Regions from separate parts of the Mus musculus genome. Here region 1 is linked to region 2. A link is a contact called in public HiChIP or PLAC-seq data. All regions are on one chromosome and are shown on one strand. Each heading gives the region's core, a stretch centred on a gene start, on an enhancer-like site or on the middle of the called end of the contact. The rest is flanking DNA. Distances are from core to core; before and after follow the strand shown. Region 1 has its middle 140 kb from the start of Gm35255. Region 2 overlaps Gm21388 (a long non-coding RNA gene).

Evidence for each region. HiChIP or PLAC-seq counts read pairs in DNA pulled down with a chosen protein or histone mark.
Region 1: an H3K4me3 HiChIP or PLAC-seq map of embryonic forebrain shows a contact between it and region 2, with 2.7 times the contacts expected there. The contact joins two enhancer-like sites. A contact is called at or near these places in 1 of 484 Hi-C or Micro-C datasets (cortical glia), 6 of 115 datasets of contacts at active chromatin or transcription factors (astrocytes, embryonic basal ganglia, embryonic forebrain and 3 more) and 2 of 9 other capture datasets (embryonic stem cells and embryonic tail).

The regions. Positions count from the first base shown.
Region 1 is chr3:35,086,025-35,092,280 of GRCm38.p6, reverse strand. No RefSeq gene overlaps it. Among named protein-coding and RNA genes, the nearest start is that of Gm35255, 140 kb to the right of the region's middle. Within about 2 kb of position 3,725, at least 64 of the 459 cell types and tissues checked have an H3K27ac peak or open chromatin away from gene starts, as enhancers often do. A contact at or near this core is called in cortical glia, embryonic forebrain and neural progenitor cells, where this site is marked.
Region 2 is chr3:34,836,438-34,843,354 of GRCm38.p6, reverse strand. Gm21388 (a long non-coding RNA gene) reads right to left here. Exons shown (of 5, transcript XR_880758.2): 2 at 6,172-6,306; 3 at 5,434-5,544. Among named protein-coding and RNA genes, the nearest start is that of Gm21388, 13 kb to the right of the region's middle. Within about 2 kb of position 5,169, at least 19 of the 459 cell types and tissues checked have an H3K27ac peak or open chromatin away from gene starts, as enhancers often do. A contact at or near this core is called in cortical glia, embryonic forebrain and neural progenitor cells, where this site is marked.

The DNA.
Region 1 (6,256 bases), core at 2,476-4,975, 250 kb before region 2:
TCCTGGATAATTCTAAAGAGGTAGCCATGATCAGAAACTGACTCACCAAGCCACCTCTGGCTCCAGGCCTGATGCTGGCCTGTCTGTCCTTCTACCCTGTGAAGTCCATGGGAATAGGAGTTGATTCTAATGTGAATGAATTCACAGCTGATGCACTGCCTGGCTTGTCAGGCTACTCTTCAAAGTTACACTCAAGAGTTTTCCACCTTCAGAACCCCCATGCCACGGGCTGTTGTAGGTGATGAACCCTGATGTATAATGCCAGCCTCATAGCCAATGTGACCTTCTGGTACCATGGTGAAAAGCAGTGGAGCCAATGATTTACAATAAATTCCTCATTAGAACTTGATCTAATTTTATAGCCACATTTTCTTTCTATACACATATTCTTTGACTCCGCTTATACATATTCTTGCCTCTCCCCCCCCCCCCATAACTGCTTTTCTATGTTCATCATGATTTAACCTTTGTTCATGCTGAATAACCAACTGCTTAGGACATAGCCTAGAACTAATTCGTCTTTCAAATCCAACATGATTCCTCTTCCCTCACACTCTTCTGTTGCTCAACCCAAACCCGTTTTTAGCCTTCACTACATATTTTGAGATTGTAAGCTAAAGTGTTTTCCCCCATTGGTCTCTAAGCACTATACAGCCTTGTCTTACTTGGCCCCCATCTCAGGACCAGGATCATGGTGAACACTGTCAAATCTGACCAAGTGCAACACTGCCTTAGGACTTTCTTGGACCTCAGCCGTGGCGGTCTCTGCCTTTGCTGAGCCCCAGTTCTGTGACTCGGGGCATCTAAGCTCAAATTGTTCTTAAGGGGGGGGGGGCTCTGTTCTGTCAGTCCACTTCAGTCCTTACGGCTACTAAGTTACAGGCTCCTTGTGTCAGCCCACAGTACCTAGAAGTGTTGTTTGGATGGAAATACCAAAGCAAAGCTGGAGGCTGTTTGTTTTCTAAGAAAGGGGATAGTACTAACCTGATCATGAACCACAGAAAACACCCTATTTTCTAGGAGTAGAACTGCCCTGGTCAAATGTGATGGAGATTGTGTCTGTAATCAACTCCCATTTATCCCGGGCTTTCTGTAAGCCAGCAATGTTACATACATGAACACTCCCTTCTTATGATAGGTTCCTTTGTCTTCATGAGAGGACCCAAGAAAATGTAGAAGGTAAGGTTCAATGACTCTCCAGGGTCACCCAGCTCTTTAAAAAGACCCCACACAACACTGGAGAGGATTGGTACCACAGCCTGTATTCTCCATCACTCCAGGCTCAGGCAGGCTGAGGATTCTCTGTATATTCTTTCCTATGCTTCCTTAGTCGTGGCACAAGTCCACCCTGTCTCCCTTGGGGATCAGAGAACAGCAAGAGCTACGCTGGGCTGGACTTTTATGTGTGACTGCATTTCTGTTGACAGTCCCGGATGTCATCCTGGGGCTTGGGAAAGCCCAGAGGCACCTGAAGCAATCTGGTTTACCCAGACTTGAGAGCTTAGAATGACCTAGGGCCAGCAAGGAGGCCCCCAAGGGTCAGTGCTAATTGGGGCCGATTCCCCAGGGGTACACAGCCCAGACTGTTCCCAAGGAGTTCAGCTGGAACTAGATTGCTTCAGGAATGTGAGCCAGGCAAACAACTGCTCAATTGTTTGAGCCCCTGAGCTTGGTCCCCAAGCAGCTTCCCAGCTAAATGTAGGCCAACAAGATTGCTGAAAACTGTTGGCAAAGCTAAACGCAACACTTCCTTCATTTGCATTTAAAAATTAAAGTTCAGCCTTGAAGTGGGCATTAGGCAAACCCTCCCTAAATGAATACCGAACAAGTGCATGAGATCACCCTGGCACCCCAAGCGCTCTGCTCCCCAACTCTTGCAAGCAGAGAATGGTTTGTTTGCCATGACTCTTTCTCTACCACAGTCAAGACCTTGAAGCTGCAACCTTCCGATCGAAGGTGAAGCGTTTTAACTGACGGCTTTGTGGGTAACTCTGGGCTTCTCTCTAGCATCGCTGTTGAGACGGTTTCTTGACTTGCCTATGTTGAACACATGTCCAGAATCAACCCGCATCTATGTCTGGCATTTACGCTTAACGCAGATGGCAGATGTTAGCATGGAGATGTTCAGGGTCAGTCAGAAGTATCCAAGACATCCTCCTGCTCAGCCCATCTGCTCCTGCCTTCTCCTTCCCAAGATGCCTACACTATAGATTTGGTTAAGATTTTTGTTCATTTACTGGCTCTGGAGAAAGCAAAGGTTTCTCCACGTCTAGTCCCCCACATCTCTTGTGTGATGGTTCTCTGAAAACATGGTAGTATCAGAACAGCAAAAGTTGACAGATTCCAGCCTGTCACCAAATGCCTGTTTTTTAGAATTGAACTCCTTTTAAAAGTACAGCTCTAGGACACTCTGGGCTCCACTGTATGGAATCATGTCTGCAAACGGACCCTTGACTCACGGGAATTGATATTTTTAGGTGTATTTTGAGACTTTATTGGCTCTTATCTACCTTCATGGACTTTATTCGTATACATCTTATCCTTGTGAATCAACGACACCACCTCTGACTTGACTGGGCTGACTGGACAGATGTGGCCAGCCCAGCCCTGGTTAACACTGCCTAAAATGCTTATAAATTAAATCATAGACACAATGTAGCTTCCCTCCAAGCTTAAAGTTCCCCCTTCCTTCTAAAGCTGGCTTCTGGCTCCTCAGGATGGGCTCTTTTTAAGGGAGCACTATCCTTGCAGTGTTCTGACATTAGATGACTAAACAAAATTGCTGTGGCCCTTTGAGTTTCTGGGTACATGTTTGTTTAGAGGTGTTGTTTTTATTTGGGAGGCGGGGGTTCTCCAGAGAAGCTTGGTTTGTTGTCTGTGCCCATGATCAAATTACTTTGTAAATGGCATGAAAATGCTGTGTATGTGTATACACACACACACACACACACACACACACACACACACACGGTTGAATCTACCAGAGCTTCATTTTAAAACCATGTGGGTCTACGGCCATTTCCACCAAGGCAGGCCCAGATAAGCGAGGCTTGTTTGTGTGCGTGGTCATGTCCATCCTGAGCCCATGTCTAATTCTGTGGGCTCCCTTCTGGTTTGTGGCGCTGTTGTATCTGAACCTAACCCCCCTCTCTCATCACAGCAAAAAGTTTCTTAAGAGCTTAACTTACAGCCGAGTGCCAGCTCCCCCCATTTAATTTGTCCTGCTACCCCGGCACTTGTCATGTGTGTTCAGGCAATGGTGAGGTCAGTTCTCAGGGCCCAGCTCTCTGGACACCCTCAATGATGACCTCATTAGAGGCACAGATGTTTGCTGCACTTTGGGAGATGGGGAGAAAGCAGAGCAGTAAACTAGGCCAGCTTGCAATAAGGCTGTTACCCACAATTCAAGATAAAATGCCGGATAGTTCCCACTAGGTTCTGGTCGGCTAGGAGACAGCAACTTATTAATCTTGTGTCAGAGAGCCAGCTGCAGCAAGGCCGTTTCCATATTTCACCACTAACCCTATGTCTGGACAGCCATTGTCTTTTCTTATGAAAAAACTCTACAAATCAGCTGCGTTCTCTCTCTGCCTCTCTCTCCTCTCCTCCTTTAGCTCCGCAAAGCCCCCCACTTGTCCTCTTTGGAGAGTCGGGGCGCACCCTCCAGCCTGGGCCTGGCTTACTAATTCAGAGCCCGTGCTTACTTTCTAACTTTAATGATATTCCCTCAGCGTAGCACTTCGGTTGCTTGGCGACCGGATTTGAGCTAGGCCTCTCATTTGATTCCCACACATCAGACCCTGAAAAGCACTTTTTTCCCCCGTCCCTCAGCTTTTGATTCTTTCTGCTCTGAAACCCTTCCCCCGCGGTGTCAGTATGGGTGGGCAGAGCGGTGGTAGGAGGAGGCCAAGGGTGAAGGGCGGCCTATAGTGCACTGGTTACACATCAAGGCCTCCAAACAAAGCCTCCGGGAACCCTCCCTGACCAACACAAATTCCCCTCAGAAAAAGCAAATTTGGCTTTCCCTCATAGTGTGGGTGTCGTTTTGAGACTTTGCTTAGATACTTTATTAAATCTGATGCCTCTCATTGTTTTTTCTGCTGTTTCTCCCCAGAGACTTCCCATATCAACAAGTTGCTGTAGGCATAAGCAAACAGATTACAGAGAACTGAAATAATCGAACAGACAGCAGGCTGGCACCCACGCTTCTGATAGCTTCTAATTAAATCATACTATCTGTTAGTGAAGAACCCTCTATCTTGGTGTTGGGGGAGATGTGCTGTTTACCCCCACGATAAGGAAACATTTTATGCTAAAATGTGTATGTGGACATCCATGGTGCGACTGGCAAAAAGATGAGGGGAAAAATTTTCCCCATTTTTGTCTTTTTAAAGAAAAATAAAAATGCTATATATGCTATTGAAAAAGATCCACTGTAGAAAACAAAAACCAAAAAATAAAAAATCAAGGCGTTGAACATACTTCTGTGTTTTGTGGTTGAAGCTCTAACACAAGAGGGGACAGTCAAGGAAGGACTCAAAATGAAGGATGCTTGAGTTTTCCGATAGTGTTGTTTCCATTGAAATTATATTATGCAACTATGTCCTTAAGAGGCACACACCACACACAAACCACACCACACACACACACACACACACACACACACACACACACACACACACTCATAGCAAGGAATGAGCTGCTTCACTGACTAGAGCCAGTGAACAGTCATGCTTCTGCATACAGATTCCAGACACACGGGAGTATGTTCTTACATGTATATAAATGTACGTATAGTCTATTACACAAGACTGTGTGCAATCTATTATACGTAGTCATGTATAGTCTATTTTAAAGAGAGACACACAGAAGCATGTTTCATACATGTGTGTAGATTCGTGTCTATGCATTTAGACACGGTGTGGTGGTCTGTTCTAGAATGTAGCTCAGATATTCTTGTTGGCTTCCTTTCTCACAGATCCCTAAGGACTTGCTCACACAATGCCCACTCTCACATGCCAATCCTGTGTCCTGATGGAAGTGTGACCTTCCCACTCCATGGACACTTGAAAGCTGGGTTCTTAGACCTTATTGTCTTCCTGTTGGACTTACAGGAGGCTGACAGAAGTCTGTTGTCTCCTTCTCAGCAGTGATTAAACCAGTATGCAAAGCTCTTGCCTTCCATTCCCAGGTACTGGCCCAAACCTCCTTTTTCCTGTGAACTGCCTTCATAGCTGATAGGTGAGTGAGATTCAGATTTGTACAGTACAGTCCTAATCTGACACTCAAGCAAAGATTCTAGATAATGTTTAAACTCTGCTCTTCTTTCTGCCTAAAGTTTTAATCCGTACATTATCTGTATTTTAGGTGAACAGACGGGCAGATCGGATTCGTTATTCTATAACAGGATCTACTGGTCATTCTACTATAGGGTAGCTTCCTACTTCCTGTATGCCAGCAACATTTTGGTTTGGGGAAAATGTAGGCCATGGTACACTAGTAGATAGTTGGTGAATACTGTATAAAGCACCCCTGTGGTGAAACTATTAGTAAAACCGGAGAAGCAAGGGCTCTTTAATTTTACATTTGTAAAGAGAATTTTAGAACTCAGTTTGACTATAGGCACACGCACACTCAGACCTTGTGTGACGGGGTAGAGGGACAAGGGAAAGGGGAATAAAATTCCATGCAGGGTGGGGACAGCCATCCAGCTATGTGGTGCAGAGTTAATGACGGGCAGAGGGAGCTCTGAGGACCCCTCCCATGTTGCTGCACAGTGTCTGTGACTTCTCAGAAACACTGTTAATAATGGAAAACCAATCACAAACGACACTCAACTTGATGCCCTGCATATTTGTTATTTCCTCTTCTTTTCTACATGGTTTTTGCTCCCTCATGCTCACCTGAGCCCAACTAAAACTAAAATCTCAAAAGAACAGGCATACCTCAGGAAAGACTTCCTTAAAATATTTTTAACCTTACCCATCTGGAGTTTCTAAACTCCTGTGATGGAAACGTGATCACGTTATGCGCCTGCCTGTTCTGGGCTGCCCCTGGGTTGCCTGTTCTGGGCTGCCCCTGGGTTGCATGTTTGCTTCTGGAAGCTTGCCGCAGCTGCTGTGTGCACTTTCCCACTGCTAACGACAACCACACAGCCCTCCAGACCCGTCATGCTTCTAGACTCCTATCCATACAACAGGAGCAGAGCACAAGCTCGAGAAACTGCTACCTCACTCTTGACGTCTGTAGAAGACAT
Region 2 (6,917 bases), core at 3,920-6,419:
CGAAAGAGAGTGTTGAAGTCCCCAGAACTGGAGTTACAGGCCATTGTGAGCCATCTTGGGAGTGCTGGAACCAAATGGGGTCATCAACAAGAACAGTAAGTACCATTAACTGCCAAGTAAACTCTCCAGACCATTTTTTTATTTTTAAGACAAGTGTCTTGAGAGCTTTAAAACTGGATCTGCCATTAGGACACTACTGCTCCTTCAGAGAGTAGTGTTAAGATCTCAGCACCCATATGGTAGCTAACAACTGACTTTAACTCCAATTCTGAGGGATCTGATGCCCTCGGAACTCCAGGCACTGCACACATTGGGTGCACAAACACATGCAGGAAATACACTTATAAAGTTTTATTTAAAAGAGAAAGACAGTATCTCACTATGTAGCCCAGGCTGGTCTGGCCATCACAATCCTACTGCAGTAACCTCCCAAGTACTGGTATTCCAGAGATGCATCACTCAGCCTGACTAAAAACTTGGTCTTCTCGGAGCGCTTCGTGCTCTCTGGGCTGCTCATGTGTGTGCAGTGATGTATGTGAGCGGACACGTGTGTGACAGACCTTGGGTTCATGGCTGGGTCTCAGCACCAGAGGTTTAGGGTTTCTCTTGTTCATTTCTAGTAAAGAGTCTCTGGTTCTTATAGACCCACACAGAGCCTCTCCTGCAAGTAAGTAACAAGATCATCGCCTTTTGTTAAATCTAGAAAAACATGGGAGGGAGGGGATGGGGCAGGGAGAGACAGAGGAGGAAGAAAGAGAATATAGCCAAGAGCCATAGACTGTCACACTGTGTGCCTTGAGAGTTCCTCAGGTAAACCAGCCTTCTAACCTCAGATCCTTTTGCATCTGTGAATGATCTTTGAGTCCAGGAAAAGAGGAAGACCGAGAACAGAAGCATGCTCTGTACATAGTGGAGCACAGTGAACACAAGCACACACTTACTGTACAAGCGGGGACAGTGGACACAAGCACACACTTACTGTACAAGCAGGGACAGTGGACACAAGCACACACACTGTACATAGCGGGGACAGTGGACACAAGCACACACACTGTACTTAGCAGAGACAGTGGACACAAGCACACACACACTGTACATAGAGGGGACAGTGGACACAAGCACACACACTGTACATAGCGGGGACAGTGGGCACAAGCACACACACTGTACTTAGCAGAGACAGTGGACACAAGCACACACACACTGTACATAGAGGGGACAGTGGACACAAGCACATACACACTGTACATAGTGGAGCACAGTGAACACAAGCACACACTTACTGTACATAATGGGGACAGTGGACACAAGCACACACACTGTACATAGCGGGGACAGTGGACACAAGCACACACACTGTACTTAGCAGAGACAGTGGACACAAGCACACACACACTGTACATAGAGGGGACAGTGGACACAAGCACACACACTGTACATAGCGGGGACAGTGGACACAAGCACACACTTACTGTACATAATGGGGACAGTGGACACAAGCACACACACACTGTACATAGAGGGGACAGTGGACACAAGCACACACACTGTACATAGTGAGGACAGTGGACACAAGCACACACTGTACATGGGGTTTACAGTCTCCAGAGGCACTCCAGAGCCAGGCCCTAACAGTGTACTAACATCACTAGATGGACCACAGGGCACAAATATTCACTAACAAGACAACAAAAAGACGCCTTGAGAGGAAAGAGTTCCTGTTTGGGTGTGACAGAAGCTGGCTGAGAATGGGTTCCACTACCTCCACTCTTCATTCTGTGTGACATGTCTGTTCACACGGTCACTCCCAGCCATCAGTGAGATACCGTGCTTCTGTAATACATAGAGAAAGCAACTCAAGAAAAATGCAAGGACAGGTGCCTCCTGTTCCCCCATCCTCAGATGTGGCTAAATGAAAGTACAGGCTAAATGAACCATTGACGATCATCTCCACGCATGCGAAGGTCATAGAGTGCCAATTCCAGTGACAGGGTTATCCGAGCACATTAAGCCTGAAGAACTTGAAGATGGGTATCATGGCTGTATAATCATTCCGCATACGGAGGAGAAGCTTGCGGCAATTAGGAAAGGCAGCTGGCTCCCCTTTCTAATAAGGAGCTTTCTGGGAGACAGAACGTTATCAGTCTCAGGAAAATGCTCAGAGCCATGAGGGAAATGTGTGTCATGATTATAAGACATCATTAAAGACTTGGAAACTTTTAACAAGTGATGGGAATTCCGTCCATCGGAATGGGACTCACACAGGGCGGCTCAGAGAGCCTTCCTCTACAAGTTAAAATTCGGTTTAAACAAGGTGACATAGAAACAGAAAACCTCTTTTGACTTGAGAAACTCATTATATTTCTTTATGGTTCTGTTCAAAAGTTGAATTTTCTATTCTCTGCTTTCAGTACTTAGAGAATCACAGTTTCATAAAAGTGATTCAAAAAGTTTTTTTGTTTTTTTGTTTTTTTTTTTTGAGAACCGAAGTATGGTGGTTCAAATGAGAAATGCCCCCATAGGCTCCTGTATTTGAGCACATGGTGCCCAGATGGCGGTGCTGTTGGCGAGGGGAAGGTGTCTGTAGGCGAGGCGCCTTGGTGGAGGAAGTGCATCCCTGGGGTTTGAAGCTCTGAGCAGCTTTTGAGGGCTTATGGCTTCAGACTTCCTTTTCTTGCAATGCTTCTGTGTGCAGCTAAAAATGTGGCCGGCCAGCTTCTTGCTCCTCCCTCCTGCTTTTGTACCTACCCTGCTCCTGCGGGCTCTTCCTGGAACCATAAGTCAAAATCAACACTTTCTTCTTCTATCGATTGCTTCTGGAGGTGGTGTTCTAGCACAGCAACGGAAAAGTTACGATGTGTGCAGTGAGCACATCAATTCTGTTTGTTTTCTAGCTCTGGAAACTCCACTCAAGCTGGGAGAACAAACATACTGTCTCCTCACAAAGTTAAAGGATACTTTTTGGAGTCGCAGACTCATCAGCTGCTCACCGACTCATACCTGCTTGCCAAAGCCGAGTTCAGCTTTGGGAATTCTGACATAGACAAGTTTGAGAATTCTGAGTGACTGCCACCAGAGATAAATTCAGTCTCTGACATTGCTCCTGACAAGTGAACTTCAGAACTTCAAGCAGTAGATGAATGGATCTAAAACATGCCAGGCCAAACAAATATCCTGCATGATACTGCCTGTGTACAAATAGAAAGAGAGAGAGAACTTCCTCATGAGAGAGAGCACTTTGACTGGGTGACAGACCTTCTCCTTGGGACCTGGCATGACAGACTATTGAAACACCCAAAAGTCCATGAACTCTCTTTGGACACTCATACTGTTATTTGAAGCATTTGGGCAGCAGTCTGTGGAAGAATTTATTTACAGCTGTTTTGTTTTGTTTTGTTTTGTTTTGTTTTGTTTTAAGATAAGAGCAAAGAGAGCTAAAAGAGAAGCCATTCAAAACACTTCAAAACATACTGCACCTTCCTTGTTTCCAGGCTTCTGTGTTTCTCCCTCCAGATCAATATAATATCCCAGTCCTCTCATGGAGGCTCGGTCCTTTCCTTTGTTCCTGAGATTTGGGGCACAGGAAACTGTATCCTGAGTATAGCTGACACCCAGGCCATAGATGTGCATCAGATAGCAAGAACCAACATCTTAGCTTCCCACGCTCTTTTTAGTTTCTAAAATAAATAAATATTTAAAAGGGAAAATGAAAACTAAACAGGTGAAGTAACTCCATGTCCTAAGCTCAGTGTTGGGGAGGCTGAGGCAGGAGCATCTTGAGTCAGAGGCAGCTGGAACCACACAGGGAGACATTGCCACAAAACAAGACACACCACAAAGAAAAACAAAAACACAAACCCCTGAGAATCTGGGCCCCTCTGCCTTAAGCTTTCCTTTATCAGAGTCGGGGTCAAGACCAGGAAGCAGAGCTTCCCTAAGCATCCTGAGTCCTGCTGGCACACCAGCCCTCCTCCTCTGCACCAGTAAAGCAGCCAGGCCAACTTGTTATCCTGAGACTTGAACCATGAACCAAATTAAAAGCCAAGAGCAAGGGAACACATGCTACCATTTCTAAAACATAGCCATACGAGCACGTGACAAATCTCCCACACCACAGCAATTTGGACATGGGTGTTCAAACATCAGCATGCACTTGAGTTTGAGCCATGGCCAAACTGAAGCAGCATCCTCGCTAGAGTGATCTGCTGACAAACTAAAACAGGAAGTAAGGCCTTTAAGAGCGTCTTCAGCCATCAGAGTCTTGGAGAGTGAGGACCGAGGAGAGATAAAGTTAGCAGGAACCAGCTTGCTTCTTTTTAATGCAGATAAATGTTGTTAAAGTGTCGCTCAAGAGCAAAGGATGGGGTCTCACCAAGTATAAAGCCATGAGTTCAGTCTCACCCATGTGAAAAGCTATGCAGAGTAGTGCATGCTTATATTCCAGAGCTGTTGAGGCAGAGACAGGATCCCTGAGGCTCACAGGCGAGTCAGAGTAAACCCCAGGCCAGCGGGAGAGCCTAGCTTTTAAAAAAAGCCTCTATATGTGTGCAGGCTCACAGACAGACAGATACATGGATACACACATACTCCTGTATGAATCTGTACACAGACATTCACATACACAAAAGACCATATCCAAGAAGCTCAAAGCAGCATCAAGACCGGTTCACAAAGTCTCAGAAGAGATGACTCCAGGAATCGCCTGCACCACCTCTGAGCCTCAGTAGCAGCAGTGACTGACTTAGGAAGGAGAGACTTCTGTGGTAAAGAGTAAAGCGTCCCCTGGCCATCGCTTCGCTGTGACTCGTTTTCCTTATTCCTTATGAAGTGACGATCATTGATCCTCGTCATTTAGGACGAGTTCCAGTGAACATGGATGTGCCGTGAAGTAACGATGGGGGAAATGTAAAGTCACTGAGCATCCCAAACCTCAAATGGATTCATTTTAGGAAGAAAATATTTTCCACAAAGAATCAAATATTTTCCATAGCAATAAAATAGGAGTTTCCTGGGGGAGTCTGGAAATTGCCTCCAAGGTCCCGATTGATAAGCTTTCACAGGAGAAAGAGTGCATTTTGGGGTAATAAATCGCCAACTGACATGTTCTGCACAAAGCAGCAGTGTTTGATACCAAGCTGCAGGGATAGGAGCACAAAGGCACCAATTATCCCAAAATAGACTGGGGCAGAGTCCAGTGAGCTATTAGTTCTTTAAGCTGCGTCCACAGGGGATGGAGAGAAAGGGGGATTTGGCAATCAGCTGGTTAATTTGATCACTGTAGACAACTGCACTGTATAATTTAGGTCGGAAACAAACCCTGACCTGGAGTTCCTAATTTGGAACATTCATCAAATTAATCGAATAATTGTGAATTCTCAATTTCACTGAGCCCTGAAACAGGGTTCCAGGAACACAGATCAAGTGCCTACTTACAGTCACCATGTGGCGTTCCACTATCTGGGCATCTGTGTCTTTCTGCTTCAGGCTCCGTGGCCACCTCCTCCTATCCCACTCTTCTCTGCCAAAATGTGTTTCTTTTCTGCCCTGTAAGGAAATGGATCCATAAGCCATAGAGGCCCTCGCTCGCCTCACGTACATACAAGTACTGGGTAGGCAGCGTGCAGGCAAAGCAAGGCTTCCTGTCTCAGCACAACCAACCTTTGGCATCTTCTCCAGAGCCTACCACACTATCTCCCAGAAACCTTGTGTCTGAGATTTTTCAGCTTTTCCCTTTGTACTAGTTCAGGCAACTCGGCAAATAAACAAATGATCCTATGGGGGGGGGGGGGGGAGCAACAATGTCAAACACTATCGTTATGTTTAAGTTAGCAGGGATTTTCAGGAAAGCAACGGCAACAGGTGTTGAAGCAGATTTTAGAAGTTCAGATCGTAGACCCAATAAACCTTGCGAGCTGAGGGGGCGGTGTTTGCTTTGTTTTGTTTTGTCTTTGTTTGTTTGTTTATTTGTTTGAAAAATGTAAGGTAGAAGGGAGTTTCATTTTAAAGATATATTTGATACTGTTATGACTGGGAATTAAAAGAAAATTTAAAAGCAGCCAAGAAGGGATACATTTCTGTAGGGGTTGTTAATGTCCAAGGCAGATATCACCAAGGAAGAAGTTAGTTGAACAAATACTGGAAGTAGAAGGTGGGAGTGGGGGCGTTCAATACCTGTGACTATGCAGGTGGGGGTGAAGACCCTCTGTAAATCAGGCCACTTCAGCGTGAAGGGTGCTGTGTCTGTCACAGGCCTGCCCTGCCCCTCAGCAGCGAGCACAGTCTACACCATGGACAAGTAATAAATCTCTGTTGAATGAATGAATGAATGAGGAGTTTTATTTCTGTCTAATTAAATAACTCCATATGGAGAAGTACCCAGGGAGCAGTGAGGAGACAGGGTCTCGCCAATTACATCAGCCAAATCAACCGTGGCAATTAATTTGGGGCAGATGCTGGAGCCAAATCCTGCAATGCAAAGGCAAAACTGAGCTCGCTCATTTAGTCTTCACAGTTAAAATGCACGGAACAGTCTAGAAAGGCCAGTGATGACCAACAGCAGTTTCTGATTATCACGACAGGTTTGTGCCTTTTACTTTCCTACAAGGTCCAATTTTCTACCTGTTACTTGGAAGGAAATTTGATGTCTCCTGTCTTGACTTACCTATCTCACACCTCTTGAAAGTCTCCTCTGCCATTTAATCCTGAGTCCCATTATAGCACCAATATGTTGAGCTCAGCGCTACCAGCATTACCATGAGCCACAAAACCGTGAAATCCATACTTTAGCCCTCTGTTCTCACCTTGGTGACCCCTACATCATTTGCCCAAATCCTTTTCTTCCTTTTAGACTCCAAAACAATGTACCTGTCTCCCAACCTACAGCTTTTAAACAACCAAGTGTTCAAACAACTCTGAAT